Regions from separate parts of the Drosophila melanogaster genome. Here region 1 is linked to region 2. A link is a contact called in public Hi-C data. All regions are on one chromosome and are shown on one strand. Each heading gives the region's core, a stretch centred on a gene start, on an enhancer-like site or on the middle of the called end of the contact. The rest is flanking DNA. Distances are from core to core; before and after follow the strand shown. Region 1 holds the start of dpr10 (defective proboscis extension response 10). Region 2 holds the start of lncRNA:CR45877 (long non-coding RNA:CR45877).

Region 1 (2,700 bases), core at 101-2,600, 190 kb after region 2:
TTAATTTGCCCTACCCACACCCACCCAATGCCCGTGGGCAATCTTTGCTTTTGTTTCTGCCCCATTGTGTGCCGGTTAATTCCTGCTGTATGAATATTTTATTGAGAAAGGGTTTCACATTTTATTGGCTACATGGCATTATGTGCGAGAACAAAGAAAGGAAACAATTTAATTGTGTTTGGGGATGTCAGGCAAGGATTGCACATAAGCTCGTGGCCTCAAAAGTTGATACCACAACACAATGGTGCTGGGGCGGGCAAAAGTAAAATCGTTGAAAAGCCAAAGTGCTTGGCACTCGACAAAACTTTTCCATCAACAACTGCAGTTGAGACAAGCGAAAGTTTTTTCCCAAGGAAACTTAATTTTCCCCAACAGCCACAACATCTTATCATACCCATACGAGAGATATATTTCGGTTCTTGCGGCGACGCACATTGCGCATACGCACTGTGATCAGTCTGTCGTAAATTTCAATGCACACTTGTTTTCCGTTAATATTTTATGGGTTTTCTATTAATTTTTGTCACATTCTTTTAGTGTCTCCCCTCGGCCGGAATATTAGATTACACAGAAATGAATGTATTAACGCTCGATATTTGTGGCAGCGCTTTTTTTGTTTTGACGCAGATCAAAGATGGTTTGGTTCTGTTTTTTGTTTGGCATTTGTGTGTTGTTTTAATTTGTTAATTTGTATTTGGGGTCTGGGCTCCCCTTTGGCGGTCTAAATATAAAACAACTTAATTTGCTGCATGCTAATGAGATGGCCAAGGGGCGGGGCTGGAGGACGTTGTGTGGGCGTTTAACACTTTTATAATTTGTTTGTCCGCAGACAGAATTCTTTTCCTGCATTTTTTCTGGCCCCACATTTGGCAAGCAGCTGACACGCACCGAATTTCGTTAGATTTCTGATTACTTTTCTTTTTTAGGTGTATAATTTTTGGAGACGATGTCGTAAAATATTCGCGTGCCGAAAGCGTTTTAGCTTAACAATAAGAGCAATAGCAGCAACAGCAGTAACAGTAACTGGAATAACAAAAAAAAAGCGACAAAAGGTCATTCAATTTTCGACTGCCGGCAATGGGGCAATGAGGCTTTTCCTGCGTTTTCACACGTTTTCCAAAATTTACGACCCAATTGTGCCCGCTTTTCTTATCCGTTTGCACTCACACTCTCTAGCCTCGAGTCACAGAAACACACGCACATGCACACACACACACATACACTATAGTCCGGAAAATGTCGCGCCTCACGTATTTGGGCCTCACATTTCCCTCAACTTTTTATTCGGATTTTCACGCGCTTTTCCGCGCCTTCGCCTTTCGTTCACCGTCGATGTCGCGCTGAAACTGAAACAGAAACTGAAACTGATTTCTGGCAGCAGTGGAGCATTTGTTGGGGCCTCCGGGGGGGATTCCCGAACTCATACGAGCCTTTATCAGCGACGCTTCGGGTTTGTTGTCTTCGGCTCGGGAAAAGTCGTTGGAAAAGAGGGACGGAAAAATCGTGTGCCGAGCATTTCAGCTGAATTCGCCGCATTTATCTCTCTTAATTTCCTCTTCTCTTTTAATCACAACACTATGTTCACTTTCAAGGTCTTACAATAAAAGGTTTCAAATAGTTTTGGAAATCCGCGATTATTTTTTTAGTGGCAGCAGGGTGTTTTTTGAGGTCGAATTATGTTCGCAAAGCAAATAAAAGCGGACTTTACGATCCTGTTTTTAAGGGGTTAAGTTAATTTTAATGCAGTGAAGTTAAGTGACACGTAGGGATTCCAGTTCTTAAAAGCAGAGTAATATTTCAGTTTATGTTTCAGCTAGAGTGCTTTATTATAGGTCTCTTAAAAAAAAATAATCTAAGCCATTTTAGTTGAAACTTGAAATAAAAAGAATTAATCCGGTTGAGGGAGTGAAGGATCATAAAAAGAACATAATCACTATAGCAAAACCCAAAAACAACATAATGTCTTATTGATCCCATTTATTTTTTACTTGCTTATATGCTTACTTAACTGAATTTAGGAAACTATGTTATTTCATATACTTCCATAAGATCCTAAGTTCAATTTTAATAAATGAGAAAAGTTATAATATTTTTCCCAAGAACATATTCATTTATTTTAGATAATTTAATATTAAATTATCATTATTATATACGCTTTGTGCATGCTACGTTCTCATTTATTTATATTTAGGTACTTCGTCTCTATAAGGGAAGCAAACCGTCTGCCTTGGACAATATCTTGAGCAAGACTGACAGACTTAGGTCAGTATCAAAGAGAAATTGTATGGAATTTGGCAAAGAGTGCGCATGCACTGAACAATTCTTTGGTGCTCTTAGACTAGCTCTTCCACGATTTAACAGCGAATTGGATAATATGGCCAGAAGGCAGGGATTTCAATAATATACACTGAAGCTGGCACAAAAAGAGCTAATGACAATATAAATTCGCGCGGCGTATGGATATGCGTGGCAGATGGGAAACTGTGTAGCCGGCTAAGGGATTTCCCGCTCTTTGAAGGGAATGCGGTATCGGGATGATGAAAATCCGGGAAAAGTGGCGGGGTGCAAGCCAGCTGACAGCAGTTATCGCTGGAGCGAAAGGCAGTAATTAGCGTAAATTGAGTTGGTAAAAAGCGCAAGTGTTCAAAATCCACCCACTCAGTTGTGTGACACCCGCACCACCACCCCACATGCCTAGAA
Region 2 (2,700 bases), core at 87-2,586:
GGCAGTCGCACACAGCTAATTTGTAAGGAGCAGCTGGAAGAAAAGGGGCAAAAATGGGAACAAAATGGCTGAAACAATGACATTCAGACTCCGCCCGACTAAGTGCCTTTCATTGCTGCTGGCCAAAAAGGCGTGGCAGACTTTGGCCCGAATCGAGTGGAAGTGTTCGCCTGATTACTTTTTGCTGGCACTGTTTGGGGAACATTTTTCACGCTCTGGCAGTGATTTGATATTCTTCAGGCTTAACCTAATTTGGGATTCAATCTTTACTATTGTGTGTACTAGGTTAATTTGTGCATATTGATAATAATAATTATATATAATATATAAAAAATATTTATTAGTTTCAAGAAAATTATAATCTACGGCATATAAATAGAGTATAATAAAGTCTAATATATTTTGTCCATTTGTGTTGAAATCCAGCTACCTTGCCATATATTGTGAAGCAATATACATACATTACTACCTGTAATGACTTAATAATTTCTCTTGGCAAACACTGATAATTATCTTAGAATACATGTTGCCAGGGCTACACACCAGCCTATCGTCCAGCTGCATTGAATTACATTAAATTACCAGTTGGCAGATTACCTGTATCCAAATCCTAAACCACATATCCCCTTCTGAAAAGAAAGCCCACAAGGTCTCTAATTTACAGCTTAAGCTCTAGAGTATCCATATAAATAGAGTGTAAACTATTCCTTTCAAGAATTTGATATGCCCACTGCAAAAACACCAATTGTCATTCAGTGATCCTTTGTCTATTTGCGTGACTTTAATTGCTCAAAGGCAGACGCGATATTCGCCTGGTCGCAATGGAAACCTTTATTATAATTTGGCCAAGACATGCGGCCAGTTGGATGAGCTCGAGCGGAAGTGGGTCTATTGGTTGGATTTCCTGATGCGTGGACTTATTCATTGACGTTGACCCAAACTAAAAACCTCAAATAACGCAAAACACAAACAATCAGTTACGATCCAGCCACACGCCATGGCCAAAAATTATGGGAAAGGCTGGGAAGGATGGAGTCATGCCAAAATCCAAAAACCACAAACAATTAAACAAAATTGCAAATTAGACGTTATTTAGACCAGAAATGCCGGTCCCCAAAAAGTTGACAGCCACCGCAGAACTCAGCCGACTTACCCACTGTACTGTTCTGTGTGTTCTGTGTACAGTGAAATGTCGAGAGGAAGGAAGTGTAGGAAATTGCCTATTTGCAATTGTAATTTATTCATTTTGCTTAATATGCCGTGAAACGCAAGGCTTTCACTGCTTTACCACTGCCCCCCACGGCAAACAAAACAATAATTTTCTCATATTTCTCTTATTTTTTTTTTTTTGTTTGTTTGTCGTATTTCCAGCATTTGCACGCCCATTTTTTTGGGGGTCACTGGCTGCTTGTCAATTGCAAATGGTTTGACTAATGACTCGGTGGCAAGGTCATGGATAGAACAGAACCCATTGTTGTCGATTTCAATTAGGAGCTGCGCCTAATTTGCATAATTATCATAAAGTTTGACGAGGGATAACGAGCCAGTCGAGTGGTAAATTGTCCTAGTCCAACTAGGATTTTATCTGCTAGATGGATGGATGAATGTTGTACTCCTCGAGCATGCAAATTAGTTCTTGATTTGTCCCATAATGAGCCTGTGTTTTTGCACTGATAAAAGGGGAGTGTTCAAAGTGAAAAATTTGTCGAAATATACAGTTGGAAAAATTAATTCTCCTACATTTTAAGTTATTTCTAGAAATCTAAGAGCCTTCAATGAATTGAAACGAGAAATTGTGGTGTTTGCTCCTTTTGTTCTGCCTTTAAAGTCCCTGCCACATTTTCAATCTCCTTTAGACTTAATCCTTAAGCTGTTACTCTCAATTTGCACAAGATCTTTGATTATTAAGGGACTTTTATCCCTCCATCCCCGAGGTCCTTTTCAGCAGGATGCTTGGGCAAATGGACTGCAGAATCGGCTTGTTGCTGGTCGATGGAGCTATTTAGACAGATATTCCTGGCCCGCTCACCTTGGTTTCCTCGAGGAATGGGCCCATAGATTGCAGTTTTATGTCACAACATTCAAACAAATAGCCGGCCATTTAAAACGGTTTAAAAGCCATTGCTGCAGTCCGTAACAGCCGCACGGTGTCCTGACTTTTCCGCCAGACAAAACAGACAACCGCTGGGGCGGTATGAGTTTTCCCCATTTTCCATCCGAGAGTTTCCTTTTTCCGGGGATGACAATAAATGAGCGCCCATTTGCGTATGGTATGGCTTTTTGGTTTTTGGCCAGAGAACGTTGAGGCTGGGGAAATTGTTTTGGCTGTCGAATTACGTAAACATTGTCATAAATGACAAATTTAGCAGTCGTAGCCGAGTCAAGCATTTCATTTGCTGTGGCAAATTTGTCAATCTCGGCGAGAGTTTTTTTTTGCCCGCCATCCAGCCATCACGACTTTGGCCCAATTCTCATCGTTTGTGGCCCAGACGCCGCAGGGATTCATATGAGGCACTTTTTTTTTTGTTGGTCTGCTAACTTTGTTTTGTTTGGGTTTTCTGTTTCTTTGTTTTTTTTTTTTGGTTTTGGCCCGGAATTGCTTTCCTCTCTCGTGATGAAAGTCGCAAGATGGAAGACTTTCTCCGTCTGCGGCAGGCGCGACATATTAATTATTCATTTCGATTTTGGTTTGCTATGCCA

Evidence for each region. A called contact is a pair of places that touch in the nucleus more often than the background predicts.
Region 1: a Hi-C map of the Kc167 cell line shows a contact between it and region 2, with 2.3 times the contacts expected there. The contact joins the promoter of dpr10 here to the promoter of lncRNA:CR45877 in region 2. A contact is called at or near these places in 13 of 107 Hi-C or Micro-C datasets (the Clone 8 cell line, the Kc167 cell line, the OSC cell line and 9 more).

Annotation. Positions count from the first base shown.
Region 1 is chr3L:10,184,758-10,187,457 of dm6, forward strand. dpr10 (defective proboscis extension response 10) reads right to left here and starts at 1,351. Exons shown (of 8, transcript NM_168399.2): 1 at 1,168-1,351.
Region 2 is chr3L:9,998,495-10,001,194 of dm6, forward strand. lncRNA:CR45877 (long non-coding RNA:CR45877) reads left to right here and starts at 1,337. Exons shown (of 1, transcript NR_133202.1): 1 at 1,337-2,373. All of the region lies in intron 1 of dpr6 (defective proboscis extension response 6), which reads left to right.